Regions from separate parts of the Bombyx mori genome. Here region 2 is linked to region 1. Evidence: chromatin contacts called from public Hi-C data. All regions are on one chromosome and are shown on one strand. Each heading gives the region's core, a stretch centred on a gene start, on an enhancer-like site or on the middle of the called end of the contact. The rest is flanking DNA. Distances are from core to core; before and after follow the strand shown. Region 1 overlaps LOC101740151 (sodium-coupled monocarboxylate transporter 1). Region 2 holds the start of LOC101743892.

The links. A called contact is a pair of places that touch in the nucleus more often than the background predicts.
Region 2: a contact with region 1 is called in a Hi-C map of whole pupa, with 1.7 times the contacts expected there. The contact joins the promoter of LOC101743892 here to the enhancer-like site in region 1. A contact is called at or near these places in 2 of 7 Hi-C or Micro-C datasets (both in whole pupa).

What each region holds. Positions count from the first base shown.
Region 1 is chr4:5,627,117-5,633,750 of ASM3026992v2, reverse strand. It overlaps LOC101740151 (sodium-coupled monocarboxylate transporter 1), which reads left to right. Exons shown (of 13, transcript XM_004929303.5): 7 at 271-425; 8 at 1,078-1,218; 9 at 3,507-3,731; 10 at 6,407-6,588. Among protein-coding and RNA genes, the nearest start is that of LOC119631228, 24 kb to the left of the region's middle. Within about 2 kb of position 3,605, at least 3 of the 8 cell types and tissues checked have open chromatin away from gene starts, as enhancers often do.
Region 2 is chr4:5,662,456-5,669,286 of ASM3026992v2, reverse strand. It overlaps LOC101743892, which reads right to left and starts at 4,749. Exons shown (of 8, transcript XM_021349890.3): 1 at 4,345-4,749; 2 at 3,596-3,984; 3 at 1,954-2,170; 4 at 1,721-1,866. The coding sequence starts at 4,450. LOC101740151 (sodium-coupled monocarboxylate transporter 1) reads left to right here and starts at 4,831. Exons shown (of 13, transcript XM_004929303.5): 1 at 4,831-5,446.

The sequences.
Region 1 (6,634 bases), core at 2,356-4,855:
AATTAATAATTGCAATGCTACAGTAGGTAATTTTAAATATGTAAAGACTTCTTCAGACCACGCCAAATTTTTAATTATTCCTACATGTCTTTATTACGCTGTGCATAAATTTTGTATATCTCCGATCAACAGCAATCATATCCTTTTTCTGAATACATCGACTTCTCTGTTTTCCTTTTCTCCATTAGTACATATAAATGTTAACAATTGGCTAAGCAAATAAGAGTCATATTATTATGATGCCGTTTGTTAAAAATATACGGCCCCCAGGGTGGTCTCCGCGCCGTGGTATGGACGGATTCAGTACAGACCGGTGTTATGTTCATCGGAGTGTTCCTGGTGGCGGCCGCCGGCACCATCGCTGTGGGCGGAGTGAAGGCGATCATCGATGTCGCCAATCAATCAGGGAGATTGCAATTGTCAAAGTAAGATTCGAGAATTGCGAGAATTTTTATCGGGAGGAGGATCAGAAATGACGTGTTTTCCCTGATGGTAGGACCTCTTGTGAGTCCGCACGGGCAGGTACCACCACCCCGTCTATTTCTGCCGTGAAGCAGTCATGCGTTTCGGTTTGAAGGGTGGGGTAGCCGTTGTAACTATACTGAGACCTTAGAACTTATATCTCAAGGTGGGTGGCGCATTTACGTTGTAGATGTCTATGGGCTCCAGTAATCACTTAACATCAGGTGGGCTGTGAGCTCGGCCACCCATCTAAGCAATAAAAAAAAAACACGTGTCTGGGGCGATCGTCTAGTCCATGCCGTTATCGTGCCTTGCCATCTTCTTAGAGAAGTGTTCTGACGCTGCCTTCAGATATTTACTTAACGGTTCGAATTTTTAATCGTCGTAAAGATCTACATTCCTCACATACCACAGCGCTTCGACGGCTATCCTAATAAAAACATGGAGACTTGTTTACGTGGGTACGGGCGAAGACTACACTTGCATAAGTCATGACCGTATGCATGCACTACACTATCTTGTTACGAAGAGACAATTTGATTTGCTTGTCGATCATGGGATAGGGCTTATCCATTTTCAGAAGTATTGTTTTATTTTTAATTTTACTCTGGACAGTTGGAACTTTTCGCCATACGAACGGCAGACCGGCTGGGGCGCTATATTCGGCGGCTTCCTCTACTGGACCTGTTTCAACTCCGTCAATCAGACCATGGTTCAGCGTTACATAGCCCTCTCTACCAAAAGGAAAGCTATTACGTGAGTATCTCTATAAATTAATATTAGTTTCTTATCCACCACCATTCAATTTTTATTGGGTGCACTTTTATCGGGACTATTAAGAGTGCACCGAATATAAATTATTCTAAAATTTAATTTTATTAGAAGAATCCGATAGTGATTAATTTTTTTTTAAAAAGACTTGTGGCACACGGGGACTGACTGCCGCGGTAAAGCTATTGCAAAGCAGCATTTTTTATCAACTTATGCAATTACAATTAGACAACTATAATTTAATATTTAAACAATAATAAAAATAACACCACGCTATATTTATAAACATTAACAAAAGCAAAACATTAACTGTCCCCTTCACACTCATAAGCTAGACCGCGTGAGAGAGAGATGGGCAGACTTTTCATCATGCAGTGCGACGTCACGCCGCGCGCTTATTCACAAACACTACACGCAGCGCAACGTGTGAATGTGTTGAACGTGAGCTACATAGTAGGCGTAGTGAGGGTGTCAGGTTATTTTCGTTACTGAATTTCTTGATTCAGTAGCCGCGCTCAAGGCCCGCGATAGAAGCTATGCAATAGCTCAAAAAATTATATGTTATCGAATTCTAGAGTAAAAGTTAGAAGTAAAATTATAATTGGGGACAAACTCAGCCACAGATTGTGAGAAGTATTCGTTGCTAATCGAAAATATTGTTGAAAAGAATTATATTATTTTAATGGTCCGAAGTACCTACACAATCAAAATAACCCAATTAAAAGGGGACCACCTTGAAGTCGAATCCGAGCGATCAAAACAAGAATCCACGTAATCTGTTCAGTCACGGCGGAGAAACTGAGACACATATCTACGTATATAAAAAACATACGGTCCGAATTAGACATCCCCATTTTGAAGTCCTTTAAAAAAAGGTTATAGATTGAATTTTCCGTCAATAATGTATGTTCAGTTGTATTTAGTTATGAGATCATCATAAGTAATTGATTTACGTAGAGATAAAGAGCTGTTCCGTATAAAACTATACATAAATTTTGAAATCACGTAAATTCAAAACATTAATCTTAATTAATAATAGTTAAAAAAATATATTACCTCTACTAATTTGAAATATCGGCTCCAAAAAGAGTCGTCCTATCTTAAAATAATTCTTTGGAACAATATTTTCTGCATAATGCTTCCTTGATAGTTTTCGTAATGCCTTTGGATATTTTAGAGTACTCATGAAATGGTGGTGAAATTTATTTACATTGTCATGAACGATAGTTGCACTCAGGCTAAGACGCACAATGTGCATCCACGTCCGGGAAATTTATATTTTTCTGAGGGCTTACCAAATTATTTTGGGTAAGATACCCCTTTTTCAAAATCAACTGAAGCCCCTCTAAAACCAAATAAGGGGCCATCCATAAAGTACGTCACACGTTAATGGGGAGGGAGGGTATCACCGAAGTGTGACATCGTGTGACAAGGGGCATGGGGGGGTCAATACTTTTGTGACGTCACATGTTAAAATTTAAAATACTAAAACGCAAAGTTTGTATGTGAATTCAAAATTTTAAAATTAAAATTAAAAGTTTTATGAAATGTTGGACTTTATGTTGATTTTATTAGATTATTATTTAATAAAAATAAGTAAAAAATGAAAATAGCTGTTTTCTCTCGATTATTTTTAAATACATACATAAATTTAAAAAATGTGTGACGTCACATCAGGAGGGGGGGTTATAAAAATGTGACAACCTGTGACAAGGAGGGGGGGAGGGGTTCAAAAGTCCTAAAATTCGTGTGACGTACTTTATGGATGGCCCCTAACTTTAAAATTCTATCTCTAGTTTTTTTCCTAATTAATACAAAAAACTTTTTGGTTAAAAACGGTTGGTTAGTTGAGTAAATTTGACATCTGTTTCTCATTAAATTATAAGAAAATAAATAGACAAAAAATTCGATAAATAAAAGTGCAACAATGATACTTCTTACTAAAATATTAGTCAGTTTTGTACATAACAAATTGGTACACGTAACGCAACTTATTCGGTATCATGAATAGGGGTCGATTTTTAAATCCAAAATCAGTTTTCGCTTATGTTAATCCCTGGGAATATCGATCACTTTGGGAATCCCAGCCTTAGGCCGCTAATTATCGATTAAATTCCCGGCAAGCTGCCTGGTCTTTAACGAAATTTAATTGCCGTTCCTTTAGCGTGCCGGATAAATAACGGAACTATAGATAATATACGAGATCTGAACTTCTTATATACATTTGTAACTCGTGACACTTGCTGAATCCATTCCTCTATGATATATTGCAGCGCACTAGGAATATTCTGTATCGGTGCGATACTGGCTATATCGCTGTGCGTGTGGTGCGGTCTGGCCGCGTGGACAGCGTGGGTGACAGGAGGGTGCAGTCCCGGCGGAGCACCGCTAGTGGACGATAGGTTACTGCCGGCTTTTGTTACATACGTGGCGAGGATGCAGCATTTACCTGGACTGGCAGGTGTTTTCTTGGCCGGAGTGTTTGGAGCCGGATTGAGGTAAGCATTGTAATCTAATAAAGTAGTCTAAAATACTGAACACTACTGGTCGTAGGGCGACTCGTGAACCCGCATGGGGAGGTACCCCACCCTGCCTGTTTCTGCCGTGAAGCTGTAATGCGTTTCGGTTTACCGATTAAGATTTTACCACTTAAGATTTTCGATAGGCAAATTTGGGCGGCTCGGTTTGACCCTGGAATTGCCAAAGTCCATGGGTGACCGGTACCACTCACCATCAGGGCCGTATTACCAAGACCAAGTGGGCCGTGAGCTCTTCCACTCATTAAAGCACTAAAAAAAAGGACGGAACTTTTATTCCCTGTTGTTTGTTAACTGGTAGCAATTTTTACAGCTAACTAACGGAACAAACAAGTTGTTTATATAACACGAATCAGAAATGACTTAAAAATCCGCAAATAGAACAGACAGTTCTTGTCAGTGTCAACAACGATGACATTTTACAACTTGTTTTTGAATCAAGGTTAATAAAAAAAAATGTATTCATTTTACGAATAACAATTCACAATAATTATACAGCTGAAGAGTTTGTTTGTTTGAACGCGCTAATCTCTGGAACTACTGGTCCGATTTGAAAAATTATTTCAATGTTAGATAGCTCATTTATTGAGGAAGGCTATAAGGCTATATAAGATCGCGGTAAGATCAATACAAGTGGAGCACCAATAAAGAATGTTTCAAAATAGGGGTTTAAATAGCTCCTTAACATTCTATAATTCAAAAATATTTTCACTTTCTACATAAATGAAGTGGGAGTAAAATTTAGCGTTATGCCAAAGTAATTAATCCACGCGGACGTAGTGCCGGGCAAAAGCTAGTATATACAGTCGTGGTCAACTAATTAGGGACGATCTCTAGTTAAGCCAAATTGTGAATTTTTTATTTATTTTCCAACGTGTCTTAGCAATATTCCATATCTTTTACATGTAAGTGTAATTAGTCATTTATGTGCGCGATTATACAAACAATAACAACTTCTTAAACATTAAACCTCTTTACAGTATAGCTGATACATTATCATAGTGCTACTGGTTCAAAGAATGCTGGCTGGCCATTTAATTAGGGACACTGAGGTATTGGCGTTCTAATTTCATAATTGGAATTTTAATACTTTTTTGTTTCTTTTCTTATTGTTTAGTGGTCGTTTTGGCGGCAATCCAGATTTTTTATTTTAAGTTTTGAGAATTATTTTGAAGAAAAATGGGCAAAAATAAAAGTTGCGATCCAACACTACGAAAAATTATCATGAAGTTTGTCGAGCGTGGTTGGTCATACCGAAGGATAGCACAACATTTAAATTGTTCAAAAACTATGGTATGCAATGCAGTGCAACATTTCAAGCGCTATAACACAACTTTAAATGTGTTCAGAACAAAAAGATCGAGAAAAACGACTCCGCAAGAAGATAGAATGATAACCAGGTTAGCTAAGAAAGATCCGTTTCTAGGCTCTATTTTAATTAAACACGAAGTGTTTGGGGCAAACGAAAGAGCCGGTGTATCTGCGAGAACCGTTCGACGACGTTTGGTAGAAGCAGGGTTGTTCGGAAGAGTGGCTCGCAAAGGACCGTTGTTGAAGAAAGAACATAGAAATGCTCGTTTGGCATTTGCACGTAAATATGGACATTGGACCTACACCCAATGGCAACATGTACTTTTCTCTGACGAGACCAAGGTTAATTTGATTTCTTCAGATGGAAGGCAATATGTACGGCGTCCTGTATAAGCGGAAATGAATTCAAGATTCACAAAAAAACAGGTGAAACATGGCGGTGGAAACATTAAAATATGGGGTTCATTTTCTGGACGTGGAGTGGGACCTGTGAGGAAAGTTCAGGGTAACTTAGACCAACATCAATACAAGACGTTATTGGAAGAAACTATGCTTCCCTATGCTGAGGAGCATCTCCCTATTATGTGGACGTTTCAGCAGGATAACGACCCGAAACATACCGCCCTTTCAGTCAAGTCGTTTCTTACCAGTCAGTTTGTATCGGTGCTAGATTGGCCAACAAATAGCCCGGACCTCAACCCAATTGAGCACCTTTGGCACGAAATCAAGAAAAAAGTTGCCACTTATCGTAATACAAATTTGGATGAACTTCATGAAGCTTTTTGTGAGGCATGGGCAAACATTCCTGTCGAAACATGTCAGAAACTGATAATGTCTATGCCACATCGGTGTCAAGCGGTAATTACTAACAAAGGTTTTGCTACTGGGTACTGATTTTACACGTAATAAAATGGAGCTGTTAAAGATATTATAACACTGAAGATTATAAGTTTTGTGTAACTGTATTTTTCATTATACTTTACTGTCCTTAATTAAATGTCCACTACAGAATTGTACCTTAATATTTAATACATGTTTAATCTTTGATATTAAATACTTTTTCTATTTATTAAATCTTTTATTTACAGCCATTTATAGCATAATAATCGGACCACATTATGCAAATAATAGGTGCTGAGAAATCAATAGGGTTTTATATTTAAATGTACATAACCGGTTATAGCCCTTCACTATCTTGAATGTCCCTAATTAGTTGACCACGACTGTATATAATGTTTTCCAAGAATTTTTAAATAAATAAATGGTGCGAACGATTTCGTGGTTTTAATTGAAAGTTGAGTATTGTTTTAAATTTGTGTTCATAGTTCGCTGTCAGCAGTTCTCAATGCATGTGCCCTAGTGGCAGTGGAAGACATCCTTAGGGGTTGGTTGCGCATAAGGCTCCGGCCGCTCGTCGAGGGGCTAATCGCGAGACTGTGCACCGGAATACTGGCGATCGTTTCCGTGGTCATGTTGATCGTCATTGAGAAACTTGGAGGCGTGCTTGGTAAGTAAAATTCGATGATAGGATGAGGCTAGAGGAGGCTTACTTG
Region 2 (6,831 bases), core at 3,500-5,999, 34 kb before region 1:
TTCTTACATTTTATGTATTTTTTACAAATAATCTGGAGTACTTTTTTTGTTAAAGTGATCTACAGAATTGTTATAATGATTGGGAACTTTAAAAGTCTTTGATTGAATTTCTATTAGTTAATTTTTTTGAGTTAATAGATAAAACCAGAGATAATAGTTCTATTAAATTGAACAATCAATGTTGTAATTTTTTTTCCTGCTTATTCGCTGGTAGCCAAAGAGGCTATACCAGCTACGCTGGTAGGTGAGCTCGCAGGGCTCAACCTGAGAGAATGTGCTAACACTGGCCTTAGCAAGAGAAGTGCTTCGCAGAATCTCACGCCGTATCGGAATCGCGACCCACCGAGAAGATCCGGCGAGATATTCAGTGTTTAATTTACTTAAGAGAAACTGAACTGATGACGTCTACCTTTTCCGGCTTCGGTGGTTGGGGTACGGACATGATCCGAATAACAGTGAAATAAAAGTAGGCCGATCGTAAGTCATCAGGATGAGGCTCAACGAGTTCTGGCGCTCGATCAATTGATAGTACTTCGCGATTATCCAACCATTTCAGCCGCGGTAACCTTGTTAAAGTCGCTCGAGCATAACCTGCGCAAACCTAGGCAAAAAGCAATTTGGGCAATTTTATACGAAGACGATAAAAAAAATCTAAACTATAAGACTGCGAATAAATAAATGCTTAAAGCATTGGTACTCCCACTACTGGAGGGAGATGATCCAGGAATAGGGGATTACCGAGTGATTGAGGGATTACCGGTGGCCCGAAGGCCTTTCCAGTTTCATCAGGACAGGTGGGCGAGCAAAGAGTGAAAGCTAGGAGTGAATTTGCTAAGAGCTCAGTGGGATTTGCTAACAGCTACCCGAGCGCTTCCAAAGGAGGCATAAGAACTCAAGTGTAGCTGCTTCGCGAATGTATCTTACTAGCGTATCGGAATCGGGATCCGCTGAGAGAATACGGCGAGAAACTCAGCGAGCTGATTCTTAGGCTAGGTTTCACGTCGAGCTCTGTGCCGTGTTCGTCGAGTACCTACGGTTACCGGGTCAGTAAGCCTGCTCCTAGTGTTAGAGCTAAAGTCGTCTAATGCAAGGGTTATTGGATCTGATGGATCCGTAAGGACATGTCTAAGGCATCGACGGTGACTGGCTCATGCATGCATGATTCGTAGGATTCGGGGAGTAGTCGGCGGTGCCAACGATAAGGCGATTGTCATGACGTAGCTTGTTTCGTGGTATCCAGGTAAGCAACTCAATGCTGTGATTCCCAAACTGAACTGATTTTTGAACTGAGATTTATTTACCGCACAAATCTACAAGTCGCAATAATCCAATACGCTTGAAAGTTTATTTCAATCTAAAATGTCTTTTTTATATTTTTTTATTGCTTAGATGTATGGACGAGCTCACAGCCCACCTGGTGTTAAGTGGTTACTGGAGTCCATAGACATCTACAACGTAAATGCGCCACCCACTTCGAGATATAAGTTCTAAGGTCTCAGTATAGTTACAACGGCTACCCCATCCTTCGAACCGAAACGCATTACTGCTTCACGGCGGAAATAGGCGGGGTGGTGGTACCTACCCGTGCGGACTCACAAGAGGTCCTACCACCAGTGAAAAGTGTCTACCCGGAATTATTAATTTAAGGAAAATTTATGATTAAATTAAAGACTTAACAGCGCCATCTATGCAAAGTTTTTGGTATTAATTTGAAATTTACCGAGCACGGATTTCCAGCGAGTAGCAACGACGTTAGATTCGATAATTCCTTCAGAACATCCAAAGTTGAATTCAAATTATAGATGTCGTTGTCTGACAAATCCAGAACTGTCAAACTTTGTGGTAAGCTTGCGAGACTTTCAACGTCTGTAAAATATTCATAGTGCATTACAAAGGAATGGGCATTTAAAAGCGATGATTTTGATATACAAATTTTATTGCAAAACCGTTTACCATTCGAAATGAAATTTCTTGATAAGCCCAAATAAAGTAAATTTGTAGGTAAATCCTTAGCAAATACTTCGACGCTGCTGATTCGATTCGCTTGCAGTTCGAGTATTCTAACTCCCTCTGGTATTACAGTCGCATCTATGTCTTTTAAATAATTCAAGCATAAAGTTAAAGTTACCAGGTTTTTATAGTCTCTTAAGCTGCAGTCGAGTTTTGTTATCTGCAATCGGTTATACAAAACTAGAAAACATGGTAATGTTATTCAACACCTACTTTTTCGGTCCATTTTTTTTGGTTTTTTTTTGAGAATAAATACTTAATGTCTTGACAATAATTGACTACGAAAGATTTTCAGTTTTGGACTTGGATCGAAAATTGTTATATTACCAAAAAAGAAAACGCAAGATGATCAAGTGGTGGACATGTATCTTTAATAATGTCTACGACTCGCGGAAATATTGTTACTGAAATAGTACTTTAAGGGCTTCAATGGTTTTGTCCCTAGCTTTTCACCCGCATCTTCGCCTATGGGTAACGGGTCACTAATACGTCACATAGGCGGTGTGTGGTGGAACGAAAGGTAATTTATTTATATTATTCTATACTCTATTCTAGGATTTATTTATATTATTCTATATCCTAAACGCACTTTCTATATGTAAACGTAGTCTACAAATAGCTACTTTCACGTTGATAATAATTATTCGCTCCGTACAACTTTTTGCATCTATGAGAAGACTAAAAATAAATTCCAAAAATCTTTCAACGACTTTAAATTGTTTGCAGCATCAGATTTTATTAAAAACAAAGTTGTATTTGAAGAGGATCCCAATTTATCAGTGAAATCTAGTTCTAGCCGATGGATTGGCGAATTTACACAATTGTCGCCTTACACAATAATTAATGTCGTTGTAGGCTATACAATTTTTTCCGTCTCTACCGATCTCTACAATTCGATACCGTAGGTCACAAATTTTATTTAAGTGGTAAAAAATTTACATTTTTAATTGGTTGTCTGGGCCTTTTAACATTTAGGTATATAAATATAAATCTTTGAATTTTTATACGATCAACGGTTTAGTCACCAAATTTGCTGTCCCTAATCTGCTGCCCTAGGCTCAATCCTACTTAGGCTGGTCGCAATTCGGTCATTGCCGAAATGGGTGTGAATGAACAACGAACGGATAGAAAAGAATTCTCTAATTAATTAAATAAGAGCTCTACTCTTGTTTCTTTAGTTACCCCTACTCGTTCCATTTTACCTCTAACTTTTCTACTTTTGTTTACCCTGGATTCTATTAAACAGGATTAAATGCAGTTTGACGGTAATTTCAAGTTCGTGCATAAGTATATACCTCTTTTATTTAGTAGCTGTTGAAGACTATTCGTGCTATCAATAAGAGAAACGCGGAAAAGTTCGTTTTTTAAAACTTCAATAACAAAACAAAAGAGATAACTATGCGCAAAATGAATTTGAGCCTTGAGGCGTCAGTGATTTTAGTCCAATTTCGATTAGTGCTTCTTCAGTTTTATCAAAAATCTGTACCAACCAAGCACTATTTATCGAAACGTCGTCGGGTTAAGATAGGAAAACAGTTTTAGTAAATTTCAAACAAATTGGCCGCAAAGTAGCTTTTTTTCATACCTCGGCTTCATTAATTCTCAACACGTCAACTGCTTTTAGCTCTTTTCTTAAGATTTCCCGATCATTGAGCTTAACAGCTTTCCGAATAAGTTTCACCAAATCGTTCGTGATACTGTTATTATTTTGAAAACATATCATTCCTTCACTATTAGCAAATTTTTCAATCTCCCATAAAGTGATAGGAAGGAACAGCTCCCATTGATCTTGCAATGTAAGCGTGGAAGATTCATCAAGGAAACCACGGAGTATGCTCGACTCAACTTTTTTTTGAAGTGCCTCTTTTAGGGTGACCTGGGGAATTTCAACTCTTTCGCAATTTAGTTTGTGATGGCGGAAGGCTTTCTCCAAAAGAGTCCAATCGATATCTGTTAGTATACGTTGTTGATAACCTGTCGGTATATGAGTGTAGGATTATTTTACAGGTAAACAGGTAAGATCGACGTTTGTCTGATTAATTATTTAATGGAACTATCAATCAATTAAGTGCTTTTTTATGTTCATAAGTATGCTATATACTTTCACACAATATTATTACGTGAAATTACTTTCCTTAGATTAAGCTACGCAAAAATGTATTTGCTTATTACATTTTGTTGTAATGAAATTCATTAGAATGTGCTATTAGTAACTTATTGAAAAAGTTGTTTTTATTTAACATAAATTGCCTAACATCTATGTTGTCCCCGGATTAGATTCAATATTTCTTAAGTAGAAATTTAGACAAATAATTAGATACATATATCCATTACCTTCTACTGCATTTTCAGGAATACGGAGTAAGCTGGAATTACTAATTATAGGTCTCGTTGCAATCTGAGTAGGTTTCTTTATGTTATCTTTTGGTTTTGGAGGCATTTCGGGAAAATAAATATAGAGAAAAACACTATATTTTTATTTATCTTCTGATTTCATAGTGTTTATCTAATTTAAACTTTAATGTCCTATCTATGGCTGTCACTATTTTGTCGTCAGTTTTCGATATCTACTTTTTACGGAAAAGTTTCAATTACATTTGCCTTAATTTTTAGAAGAAAATAATTTATGTGTTGATAATGGATTTAGGCGACCGAAATGAATGCCATAAGACCCAAACATTGAGTTTTATCACCAAAATGAAGAAAATTAATTAAAATGAAAATGTGTATGTATGTACATACATAAAATGTTGCTAATGCAGCCGACGTTTTGTCAACTTTAACACAGATGTCGCTAGTTTACTTTCAAGGTTTCAAGGTAATTCGCTATGTTCAAGTCTGTTTTTTTACAATCTGTGTCTGTGGTGGTATGGCATTTGCTGTGTTCGAGTTCGCGAAAGACAGCTGTCAATGGCCAATGTCCGTTGATGTTAACGTCACGTTTATATTTTATTAATGCAATGAATTTTATAGCATGAACGTAACATAACGGCAAAAAATCTGTACATTATGTCTTTAGTATTTGAAGCGCTGCACGCAGCATAAGTTGCGTTAGCTGTAAAGCTGTAAAAAGAAAATAAATGTGTGAGCTGTGCGGGACTTGTTCTTTTTTTGTATGTGTGCTTAAACTACATTCGAGTCTGGATTAGTGGTTGACATTGACATTCTGGGACGCGGGAAGTTTAAATGGAGATGCGGAATCTTTGTGACTGGGTTTTAGCCAAGCCAGATAACATGTGAAGTGAAAGTTAAATGGTTGTGTTCGAATGGCATACTGTTTGTACTAAATACCAGTTCTTACTTTCCGACAGACTTGTGTGTTTTGTGATTGCGCCATTAACAAGATCTACATACATGTGATTTAAAAACAATTTAATGTTCTCTCCTTTATAAAGTTGTATTTGTATTGTGTGTAGTGAAGACAGTGCAAGTAAAGGTATATAAATAATATTTTATTTGAATTAAGCTTTTGTCGAAATTTTCAGATTGAGTATACCTGATTTAAAAGTACACTTGATCAAATAAAGATTGCGAGTAAGTGTTACGCGTCCTTTTCATACAGCTACTTATCAAAGTATTTCAATAACAAACATCATTGATATAATTATTTTGTTTCGTTTTAGTTAGTATAAATATAAACGATCTAGGTTGTTACTGGGTTTTCTTTAAGTGATTTGATTTCTTTCGCATTTAAAGAAAGAAGTACATGTTTATCTATATTGTTACTTTCGAACAAAAATACCCGGAAAATATTCGGACGATACTTGTTTGTTAGCTAGTTAGTTAAAAAGCTTAAAAATACTTTAAAGGAGTAATTAAGTATCCGTGATCACGCATCGATCACGGAAGACGGAGACGGAGAAAACGCGACATATAAATAATATAATGCTCCACGTTTTAGTTAACTGAGGCAATCAAAAACCAGTTTCCGACTGAAATATAACATAATTTGGTAATTTGATGAGAAATATTATCAACGATTGGTTAAGCGTCATTTGTGACGGCAGTGAGATTAGATCCTCCACCCTTCGATCCCGAGTCTAGTAAAGACCTAGTACAAAATATATATTCTTAGACTTCCTTCCGGCGCGCTTCGGGAATAAGTTCAAATAGAACGAGCGGAGAGTATGCACCCGAGCTTATGTAGATATACGTAATTAAAGTGTGATTCGATTTTTGAGCATGCTTAGGTAATTTTTCTCAATAATGCGAAATATTGGATCCAAGAACGATTTTTTCACTCGACGAATGTTTTTGATTGTCGAGTGCAGAACCCAGGACCAACTTCTCAATAACGAGGATTCTCTAACAACTCCCTCAAAGAAGGATTTTTTCGGTTTAAAAGATAACCGTTATTATAATGTAACGACTTCGACCTCATGTCTCAAGGCGGGCGATGGCTTTCTTGTTGTTGGCGTAGAAACAAACTACTTGACAAATCGGTTGAGATTACCAAGTTAGCACGTACGTAAACGAAGATCAAATTTCATGGCGCGCCAATTTTAAAGGTATCGCTGGAGATCTCCGAGACAATTGGAATTTTTGATTCAATATCTAGAACGTCGCTCAGTAAAGAGGTTACTCGGATGCTGAGGTTTGATTAGTTGGTAATTCTCGGTTAAGATTAAAAATATCCTCCACCTCTGGTGAGATCCTACGTGAGATTTCACATTTAAATAGGATTTACTAATACTTATTACCATACAAATTCATTTGATGTTTAGGTGATCGGATATCCCAATGTCTCGGATTGTTTGTCGTTGAACCCGTACGAATTTTCTTCGTAAGGTTTCTATTTCTATTTTTGTACCAAAACATACC